2 separate regions of the Rattus norvegicus genome follow, and region 1 is linked to region 2. The links are chromatin contacts, called in public Hi-C maps. All regions are on one chromosome and are shown on one strand. Each heading gives the region's core, a stretch centred on a gene start, on an enhancer-like site or on the middle of the called end of the contact. The rest is flanking DNA. Distances are from core to core; before and after follow the strand shown.

Evidence for each region. A called contact is a pair of places that touch in the nucleus more often than the background predicts.
Region 1: a contact with region 2 is called in a Hi-C map of liver, with 2.9 times the contacts expected there. The contact joins two enhancer-like sites. A contact is called at or near these places in 3 of 12 Hi-C or Micro-C datasets (kidney and liver).

What each region holds. Positions count from the first base shown.
Region 1 is chr14:61,247,602-61,253,336 of GRCr8, forward strand. No RefSeq gene overlaps it. Among named protein-coding and RNA genes, the nearest start is that of Stim2, 33 kb to the left of the region's middle. Within about 2 kb of position 1,715, at least 4 of the 93 cell types and tissues checked have an H3K27ac peak or open chromatin away from gene starts, as enhancers often do. A contact at or near this core is called in liver, where this site is marked.
Region 2 is chr14:61,092,870-61,098,739 of GRCr8, forward strand. Stim2 (stromal interaction molecule 2) reads right to left here. Exons shown (of 12, transcript NM_001105750.2): 11 at 2,459-2,723; 12 at 1-105. Among named protein-coding and RNA genes, the nearest start is that of Stim2, 120 kb to the right of the region's middle. Within about 2 kb of position 2,787, at least 1 of the 93 cell types and tissues checked has an H3K27ac peak or open chromatin away from gene starts, as enhancers often do. A contact at or near this core is called in liver, where this site is marked.

The sequences.
Region 1 (5,735 bases), core at 465-2,964, 150 kb after region 2:
TCTCTGCCTACCAACAGGGTTATAAACTTGGAAACGTCATCGTATAAATTGTATAAACACCACTGAGACACACTTCACTGGGTGTGCTATTAGGGCCACTGACTTTGTAGCTAAACCCCATAGAACACAGACCATCATGAGAGCATTTACCTTTTCCTGCTCTCGTCAAATGGCCCCATTAAAGGGATTGCCCTAACTGGTTGTGTCTGGACCATAGATCCATCATTGAAGCAAGGAGTTGGGGTCTACTAGGATGGTGAGGAGATGCCCAAAGGGCAAGCTAAGCTTCCTGGGTGTTCTGTAAGAGGGAGCAATGCTGGGAGAGGACAATGGCAGCAAATGAAAACACTGACCACAGGAGGTTCTCTAGATCAGGGTTCTCAACCCTTTGAGGTCAAATGACCCCATCACAGGGATTACCTAAGGCTATCCTAAAACACAGGCATTCACATTACAATTCAGAACAGTAGCAAAATTATAGTAATGAAGTAGCAATGAAAATATTTTTATGGGGGGAGGGGGTCACCATGACATGAGGAACTGTAGTAAAGGGTCTCAGCATCAGGAAGTTTGAGAACTGCTGCTTTAGACGTTGGCCTGGCTGGAAAGAGAATTCACAGCTTTGAATCACTTGTGTCTTTTGCAGTTGTCAGTGATAGAAAACAGGGGATGGCCATTTGCTCAAAGAACTGAAAGTCTAGTGGTAAAACTTACCTCCCTGAGCCCAAGCCATAGAGGATTTGGCATCTCTTATTTCTGAAGTGGTGATTGGCAGTTCTGGACTTTCATCATACAACTGTCCCAGAGAATCCACAGGGGAAAGTCTCACAGGTTTTACCAGGTTTGGTCACCAAGAACCTGTAATCACCACCTCTCTTATTAGCCCAATTTGGCTTGCTCATCCCCGACCAATCAATGTAGCTTAAGGAAGACGTGCTGACTGACCTTAGCTGGGTAAATCCTATTCCGAGTGCAGCTAGTCCATCCAGTTCACCAGTGAGAATGCAAGGGTTGCCTTCCTAAGGAAAAGCCACATGGGGGATGTAAGGGAGATGGTGAGGGGGAGGGGAAGGAATACATTAGATCTTGATCATAACCCCAGAGAAGAAAGGCATGTTTGAAATTTTATCAACTGCTCCTTTTATCGGTGGCAAATGTTGATTAAAATGACTGCCTGCTTGTCGAAGACTCTTGCCAATTGACATAGATAAAGGATTCTACCCATTTCTCAATTCTCTTTTCTCTCAAGTAGGCTGCTGCTGCCCGGAACGGAGATAACCCTCCTGCAATGGTCCTCCCTCAGCCTGCAGGCAGCCTCTCCTCTATGGGGTTCTAATAACCTGACCACAGGTTTGTGTGGGGTTGTTTGTCTGTTTTGGCTGCTGGATTGTTCTTTAGAGAGTGTCTCACATTGCAGGTCAAGCTGGCCTCAAACTCTCTCAACCCTCCTACATCTGTTGAGAACCGATGGAGTTATTGGAGTATATCACAACGCTGAACTCTTAAAACGAGGTTTTTGGTTTTGTTTTTTTTTTTTTAATAAATATATCTTCCTGAAACTTTGTTTGGGAAAACATATGGGCCTTGGAAATGTCAGCACCGTGGGAGGAAGTCGGAAGTGTGGAGTTTTATGCTCCTGTTGCTTTTATTTACAGTGTGGGTTCAAAGTCGTGCTGGGTTAGCCAGAAAAACAAACAAAATGATCCGGTGGCTCTGGGTGACATCTGTCCTTCAGGACAGTTACTAGCTTTCGGTTTTGTAAGGTTCTCTGTAGATAGTACTAGCTAGGCATGAAATGTGTTCCTTTTGAATCGAGGAGAAGGTTTGGCAAGATATGTCCAAAGTGAGCCTTCTTGGTGATAAATGAACCTGCCAGTGCCGGAGCATAACCAGCAAACCCCAGCAACTGACAGCTTAAGTGAAGGACAAACCACCAAGGCTAATGTCATTACAAATGAGGGACAGCTTTGAGGTTGCATGATTAAAACCCCATCTGCAGTCAACAGCGGGCCTTGGCATTGCATGCAACTAACTGATTGGGTTTTCCCATGTGGCTCTGCTACAGAACACTTTCCCTCACATGAGTCAACCGAAAGGTACCGAAGTGTCATAAAATGCCAGGAACATATATCTGCCATCAGGGCCCAGGGGACAGTGGTGGTACATGTGGAGAGAGGAGGTGCACTAAGGGGAGCCGTGCACCTGGCCACAAAAAGTATCTCCACCTAAACCCAGGAACTCAGGCAGGCAGTGCAGGAGGAGTGGGAAGGGACGTGGGTTTCAGCACCGCTGAGGTGCGCTGTGCCTTGACTTTATGACTTCCCTCCACAGTCAACATCAGAGCAATTCCTCTACAAGTTCAGAGCCTGTGTTAACAGTCAATAATGTGAGACTTCATTTTTCTGACTCCCACCAGGAAAGCCAATCCAATAGATTTAGTAGGGTTCAGTACTAATGAAAAAGCAACAGTGGGCAAACACAGCCAGATTGCAAGAGGGCAATGGTGGCTTTAAATTTCTTATGGGGCAGTGAAATCCAAGTTCACAAGTGCTTAACTAGATGAACCCATAGAACACATTAAATGACTGATCATAAAGATTTAACTGTGTTTGAAACAAATTTTAGGTTAGATTTTAGTTCACTTAAAAACAATTGAGTGCTGAGAGCCAGAGCCAATGTAAATTAAATGAGTCACACTGCACCTTGCCAAGGGATTTCAAAGCGGAGCTCTGGTGTTTCTTTGAAATAGGCTTCAGCCAAAATTATGTTTCATGTGGAAGGAAAACATTTAAGTATCTTTGCTAAGACAGGAGGTGAGACCTTTAAAAAGAAAAGAAAAGAGCCACATGGCCAAAGATCTACCCTGCCTGAAATTACTGACTTGATCTTTTTAAAATGAAATGATTTCAAATTTTCATATATGTACTTTTCAAAACATTTTTATCTGTGTATGTGCATGCATGTGCATGTACACGTGTATGCATATGTGTGTGTGTGTGTGTGTGTGTGTGTGTGTGTGTGTGTGTGTGGTGTATGTGCAATGCTCAGAGGCCAGAGGAGGAAATCGGTGATCTGCATCACTTTTCTGTCTCTCACTGGACCTGGAGCTGGGCTGGCAGCAAGCCGGAGAGATCCTCCTGCCACTGCCACTCACACCATAGCACTTGGGGTTAGAGGAGCAGGGACCTTGCCCTCAAGCTTACCATGGCCCAAGGCAAGCTTTCAAACATTTGAATGAACAATTAGTTGTATATATTAAGTATATGGAATTTTAAACTCACAGACTTGAGATTATGAATTTTAAAGTTAGCATATAGATTAATGGGTTTCGTGATGACATTTCATACATGTAGGCCGTTATATATCATACTAGTTGTGTTTCTTCACCCAATCTGCACACACACTCCCTGTGTGTTTCTAGTTGGTTCTGCTCTTTCCCCCATATAACCTCCACTTCTGCTGCCATGTCACATGTACCCCACTGTCCTCACCCTCTTCTTTAAGGTCTCTTCTTTACCCTTCAGGACCCCTGCTTTAGTTATTGTCTTAGTCAGGGCTTCTAATCCTGAACAAAACATCATGACCAAGACGCAAGTTGGGGAGGAAAGGGTTTATTCAGCTTACACTTCCACATCGCTGTTCATCAAAAGGAAGTCAGGCCAGGAGCTCACACAGGGCAGGAAGCAGGAGCTGATGCAGAGGCCATGGAGGGTGCCGCTTACTGGCTTGCTTCTCCTGGCTTGCTCAGCTTGCTCTCTTATAGAACCCAGGACCACCAGCCCAGGGATGGCACCACCCACAGTGGGCCCTCCCACCTTGATCACTAATTGAGAAAATCCTTACAGCTGGGTCTCATGGAGGCCTTTCCTGAAGGGAGGCTCCTTCCTCTGTGATAACTCCAGCTTGTGTCAACTTGACACACAAAACCATTAATACTCACAAGTAAACTCTCACACATATCCCCACCTAAAAATACCCTACATATACACATGAACATACACACACATATCTACACATACCTACACACACACATCTAAACACATGCACATAATTTCCCTATACAACATAAAACATGAAGTATTTTTCTTTTTAAATCTGTCTTATTTTGCTAGTTTTGTCTATTTTCTGGCAAGTGTCACACTGTCATTTTTTTCCTTACAGCTGAATAAAATTTCATTGTATACATGTACCTCATTTTCTTTATTCATTTATCTCTTGATGGGCATCTAGGATGGCTCCACTTCTTGGCAAAAGTCCTTTCTCCATGGACCAAACTGGGATTTGGTGCCTGTTTTACACAAATGCAATACAGAGGCTGGACTCATGGAAACCTAAGTAGAATGATCCCAGTTCATGTACAGTAAACAGAGATTTACCAGTCTGCTAAATACCGAGAGTTCCTCTGGGCACTGAAAGCACAACTCTAAAAACAAATGGATCCCAGAACTGACGGTGCGTACAGTTCAATGGGGCAAACACCATCACCAAGTAGGTTCCACACTTGCCTTCCAGCTTGCTTTTCACCAGGCCAGGTGGAGTCAGAACAGAGATGACAGCGAAGCCGAGAAAGTGGAAATGATGTTGCTGTTTCCATTTGTGGATGTGGGAACAGAGGCGGAGAGAGGACCATAGCATCTTCCTTGTGCAAGAGTTTAAATTTGACTACAGAGTAAAGTCATGTAGGTATCTGAGGTTGGGGAAAGCATTCCAGGTAGAGGGAAGGGAAGACACAGAACCTCTGAGTCATGACATATTTGGAAGTCCGAGGAGGGGCAAGAGGGCGGGACAGCAGAGTTGGAACTGAGTGATCAAGGCTGAGAGCTGGGTCTGATAAAATTAGAGGTGTCTGGGAAGCAGACTGGGTAAACCAGTGTAGCCAGGAGACATTGTAAGGAGCTGAGCACTCTGTGAGAGGGACACCACCAGAGGCAAAGGTGCGACAGGACCTGATTTCCAGGTTGACAAGGAAGGATCTTATGACTGCAGCAACAGGGAGCATTTGCAGCATTTGAGGAGACCTTCTGTCTCCCACCTAGGCCATGCCTGGTACCTGCAGCCTCCAGGCCTTGCTGGGTTGGGAGAATATGTGTGCACACAGTGAAGAAAGCAAGTTGCTCACAAACACAAGGACAAAGTGGTAGCTCTCTGTTGTCATAGGGGCCAGCTAGTTACTGCAATCTATATGGCCGTGTTGCCAGTGGCTGTCTGAGGAGACCATGCCTGGTCTAGAGTCTGTCTACCTGCCGTTCACATCTTCCCAGACACCATAGTCACTTTCCTGGATGCATTGTGTGCACATGAACTAAAGTCTGGAGCCTTACCTTCCCTGTCTGTGTCCAGCATCCTGCATGACTTAGCCTTGAGGTGGCTTACTCACCTTCTAACTTGCTTTTCTAAACAATAGAGATGATTTTTTTTTTTAAACTTAAAATGTTTTCAAGGGGACCTTCCTGTTCTCTAAGGTGAAATCAGCTCATATAGTGTGACTTATGAGTATTTTAAGATTCTAAGTGCTCAGGGGCCCCAATCGTAAATATACATTTTTAAAAATAAGCCTTATTTTTTTGAGATGATCATGGATTCCTTTTTTTAAAAAAAATTTATTTATTATCTATAAGTACACTGTAGCTGCCTTCAGACACACCAGAAGAGGGCATCAGATTTCATTACAGATGGTTGTGAGCCACCATGCGGTTGCTGGGATTTGAACTCAGAACCTCTGGAAGAGCAACCAG
Region 2 (5,870 bases), core at 1,537-4,036:
CGAGAAGACAATGTTTGGTATATCTCAAGGCTTGAAGGAGGAGACTGTTTTCTCCCAATGGAAGAGTTTAAGGAGTCACATTCTGAAGCTGTGTCTGGTACCTCCCTGAATGAGACAGACAAAGGTAATACTTTTAAATCTCCATGTTCTTACCAGTACCAGCAAATATTCTACCAAATCAACTCCCATTCATCATTTACTCAATTATAAAAAGATATTATATAATTCTGTGTGTGTGTGTGTGTGTGTGTGTGTGCGCGCGCGCGCACATGGATATATGCATTTCTGTGGATATCTTCATGTGTGCAAGAGTAGGCCACAGGTCCTCACTGAGCATCTTCCTTGATTGCTATCCATGTTATTTTTTGAGGTGGGGGTCTCTAAACGAATCTAGAACTCATCAATTCAGGTAAGCCGACTGGCTAGTGAGCTAGAGATCTGTGTCTCCGACCCTTCTCCTGCTGGAGTTCAGAAGTGTGCACTTGTACACGGCTTACCCTGGTTCCAGGGATCCAAACTCAGCACTCATGCTCCCTTAGTAGGCACCATACTGTAGGAGCATCTCAGTAGCATCAAACTTGTTAATTTAAGATAAGTTATAACAATCAAGCAATATAATTAAGCTATGCCTCCTTTAAGTTCGAGGAAAATGAAAATGTTGGAGTTTTGGGTTCTCTTAAGCCTTTGTGACTTTTACTCTCCTTCAATACTATTTTTCTTTCTGAATCAAAGAATTCCCAGTATATGTTTGAAAAGATGAAATTTTAATTATACCTCAAATGTTTAGTTATGAGCTTGATGAAATATGACTTTCTGAGGAAAACTATGAGTAAAATACGAACAGTGCACTAAAAATAAAAGCTCTATCAGTGCTCTCCATGCTGAGCTGCCTCCCCAGTCCCAGTTTATGTAAATGAGCATCCTTTCCACAGCTGCGTGTGTGTGTGTGTGTGTGTGTGTGTGTGTGTGTGTGTGTGTGTGTGTGTGTGTGTGTGTGTAATAAGGAGACAGAAAGGCCAGTCTAGCAGAAGAAGCTATGGTAGTAAAGCAGCAGTGCTGTCCTCTGAAGTCAAATTCCTCTCATATTTATGAGGGTGCTGTGAAGTTCTGACATGCTCCGTGAAACAAGAACTTAACTAACTTTCCATGACGGAAAGGTTCTGTGGGCCAGGGCAGCTCTGGCGTCCCCTACCATCTTCAGAAACCACAGGAAAACAACTTAGAGGTAAAGCCATTCTGCTCCTGACTGTGGTCATACTACAAAGATAGGTAAAGAAAATGTTATTCATAATGGCTCCCTGTGGTAAGGTGCACTAAATCCCTACTTGCAATGAGACTGCAAACCCTAACTGTTTCCTTAGGAACAAGCCTCAGAGACTGTCTGTTATTAAAAAATAACTTTTACTAGGCAGTGATTATGGGAAAAGTGAACTGATGGTACTATCACCAGTGCCATGTGGCAGCTGGAAGGAGCCACCCAGCCTGCCAACCCCAATACTAATATGTGGTAAAGTCAGAAATCAACAGTGCTTCTACACCTACAGCACTGAGAAGAGAGCTCCTGACAGCCTCACGGTGCAGCACCCGCAGAATGGACTGCATGCTGCTATACTTACGGTGGTGAAGAAATGAGTCATGCAGTTCATTTGATTTTATCCTTCCCTCCATTAGGTTCTCAACATTTTTTTGAGCCCTGGGCAAATGAATCTGCCTATATGCTAGTAAGCAATCAATTACTTTGAAATTTCAGGCGTAGTGTACATGTATACTCAAGTCCAAGACATTATATTTTATATACACATTTTCCCTCGACAAGCTTATGGTCTGAGACCTGAGTCTCCAGCATTTATTAGCAACTCCACAGTTCTGTCTCAGAAGAGCACCTACAACCCAGGGGCAGCAGAGCTCCAAACTTCGCAGGACTCTCGGTCACCCAATGAGAGATGAAACATGAGTGTGAGGAAAAGGATCTGAAAATTCTAAGGGTTTAAATCACTGACACTCATGGAGATTATTATTCAGGAAGCACATCAGTGAAGGGGGGCGCATAGAAGGCAAGAAGCTCTTGCTATCAGCTTTGAAGATTAGGTCGACTGACAAGGAACGGTGGGTGGCCTTTAGAAACTGAAAACAACCAGACCTCCTGCATAGAGTGGCACAGAAACAAGACCTCAGCAACAGAACCACAAAGAACTGAACTTGGCCACAAATATGAGGATAAAGGGGACTCCAGATTCCACATGAGAACCAGCACCTTGATTTTAGCCTTTGATATGCTGAGCAGAAAACCCACTCAGGCCAGATGCACATCAGATAGACAGAACTGAGTTCCACAAACAGGTGTCGAGTCTGTGGCACCTCCTGTCACAGATACACAGAATACACTGTAGCACTGCCGTCACACCCACACCCACATCCCCCTTAGCCCCACACTCTGCACTTCGTTACACGCCAATACCATTGTTTCTCAGCAGTGAAGTAGATAGCCTCCTCCTCTTCTTCGTTCCGATACAGAGCAGGGCAACTTGACACAGAGAGAATGTCTGGATCTGGGGAAGGTAATGAGTGCTGGGGATGGTGAGGGTGCCGAGGGTGGGCTGCCAGAGGAGCATGTGCAGGAAGCTGAGCTCGCTGAGACTGTGGGGAGGATGGCACAATGCTTCGACGAGAGCGGCATAAACTACTGCTTCTGGCTAAAGACCCAGCAGGCTTAGCCACGGTCCCTGAAAAACACAAGCCAAGGGACATGCTCATAGTCACCGCTGTCCATTAACTGGCTTCTTGCAAACGTGTACACAAGAACTGATGTAAAATGTCAGGGTTAATGTTTATTCAGGCAACTGTATCGACAGTTCCCATTCTCTACCACCAATGGAAAAATTACACAGCAATTAATGTAAATGCAATAGAAAGGTAACAGAAGGAAAACTAAAATAGATAAACATCAATGTAGTTTAACTATAAAAATGTAATACTATTAAAAACACTAACAAAGTGTTATTCAAACTAACCTTTAGATTTAAAGTTACTATAGCACACTTGGAATGATAAACAGTTTATGAATGAATGCCCATACTGGATCAGGAGGGAAAAACAGTATAAAGTATCAGTGGAAAGTCTTGACAGATCGAAACCTGTCTGGCCTTTAAGAAAGTTTAAATAAAGACTGCATGCAGTCTCTCAGCTGAATCTAAAGCTTGTCTCCTGAACACAGGTCCTAATGAAGCTTCTCTCTGTGTCTACTGCCAATCTCAAGCTAGAGCCATGCAGGTGGAGACATCCTCAGTTTCTTTTCCTGCACTAAAACAGCCCAAGAACAACCCTCCCAAGCTAGCTCTTGATGCATGCTACTTTCTTCATGTGCTACAGCACTAGGAAAGAAGGCGCTGTCCTAGCATGCCTTTATAAAGCAGGCTTGGAAGCTCACACTGTTAGACAGCAACAGGCCTCAGACTGCACGCCAATGCTCTCCTCCCCAGGACTCGGCTATAGCCAAGCCGTCCGCTCATCATCACAGTGAACGAGTTTACTTCTAAGATCCAGCTGACACTCAATCAAGAGTTTTGACCTTTCCTTTGCCTTTCCCGTCTATTCTGATGTCTTGTCTTGCCAATCATATTATGATGAAACCACAGAACAAAAAGAAATGAAAAAGCTCTCCTAGTAATCAGAAATTACAGATTACCTAAACAGAAAGCATACTAACTTGATTGTGGACAAATTTTTCACCAGGAACTTCAAAACACTTTGGAGAATACACAGAATGAGAGTAATCTGCACTGTTATCTAGTTAAACTATTACTTTTCAGTGAAAGTGTCAATAAGGACATTTTCTGCCAAAGATACAACTTCTCGCTTCTAATTTGCTTAACAAAATACTAATCAATGCTATATTTTCCAAAAAGAACAAAAAAAAAAAGGAAAGAAAAGTTTAACAATGATAATCAGGTAATTATATCTAATACTGAATAAAAATGTAACAAAAATGATGGTTGTGACAGCCCACACACAGTAGACAATACTAACATGCAAACAAAGAGTTTTTAACACGTTATGTGAAGCCCCTAACTGGTGAGCATGAGAGAGAAAACCATGTAAGAGCCTTGGGATAAAAGAGATCGGTGAAGCAGGCTATATATCTGCACCGCTTATCCCCAAACTATCAACGAAGTGAGTTTAGAATAGTGCGGTATTGTTTCATAGTCATCCAGGCTGCAAAACCAATCCATCAAACCACGCCAAGTAGGAGTGAGGAGACAGAAGCAGAACTCACCAACACTGGGTATGCAAACAAGCAAACTCCCTTTAAAGGCCATTTGGCCATGACTAGTAAGAGATGCTTGCTCAGTGATCAAAAATCACTTCGAAGGCTCCAGAGGAACTCTTAGACTTGTGCACACTACATAACATAAGGATCTGTGTTTCCACTATTGTTTTTGTAAGAAAAATATACAAGGAATCTCAGAGGGAAAGAGGAGAATAAGCAAGCTACGGTTGGCTCATGTGAAACAAACACAGTAAATTTAACTTGTATAAACTCAGGAAAACTCTGATGCACATTTTGAGCAAAAAAGTTGAAAATGATATCTATAATTTGATGATACTTATATAGATGGTGTAAGTATACAGCAATGGTATATACTGAGTATTACATTTGTAAAAAAGAGCATGTTCTAATGGGCTTTAGAACAACACAAGTTTGGAAGAGGGAAAGAGAGGTGGTGTGGTTCATTTCAGAAAAACAAGTAAGACGTCTTTTTTACTTTTGTAGTAGGTGGGCATTGTCTTCAATGGCTTTAAGACCGTACAAAGGGTTTTATAACAAGTTTGAAATACATTACTACTACATTCTACTCTGAAAGAATTTAGCAGATACTTAAAAACTGTAGGAGGAGGAGTAATTCTATCCTATATTCTTCTACTCACAATAAATATATCAATTAACAGTTTCTGGGGTTTCTTCATGTAAAACTACAAGCAGTCTTATGTGTATTAGAATCTTTTCCTTTGCTATTTACATAGAACAAGCATGCTTGCTGGCCATTATTTCAAGCATAATTAACACATAACCAATAAAGAATATTTAAATGAAGTACCTTCATTCCTACCATAGTATACTCCCGGCTAACAGCCTTTGTTTTGTAAGATCCCAGACTTAGGCTCTTTTAACAAAGCAAAATGGAGTACCACTTTGTGGCCACTAGGTGGAGGCACGGCTCTCCAATTCTATGAGCGATCGGATTAATTTCTAAAACTTCCTATTACATTTCAAACCAGCTCTTTTTCACATTTACAAGTATAAATGTCTGTGTATATAACACCACAGTTATCTAAAACATATGCCAATTATTCACATTTAATATAAATATTGTCTTTAATTGACCAAAAAAAAAAAAAACAAAAATAAAAATAAAAAACTTTTGCCATCTTCAAACTCCCAACAGTGCTTCTAAAACAGGCAAGGAAAAGATTTAATTAAAGAAATGGATCCTCCTCAAGCACAATTCTGATTCGCAACAATTACATATTTTAAAGAAAAACTGTTTTTAAAGGTTTAGTTTTCAAGCAAACATGCACTTATGACTCAGTGTCGTATAAGGGCACATACATAAACCAATAAACAGACAGACAATTTCAAATGCAAGCACACTTGATGCCATCACCACCAGGCAGTCCTGACAGGGAGAATAATTAGGCCACCTGCCTCTAGCACTCCCCACACTCACAAGCTGCTCCTTCCTCCCCCTGAAGAGTCACTGCCTCTTCCTCCTCCACTACAGCAAAGCAGGAGATGGCAGAAGCAGGCTCACTGGTTGGGAATTATCTGTCAAACTAAGATCCTGATTTGATCACAACTCCCTTACAGAATC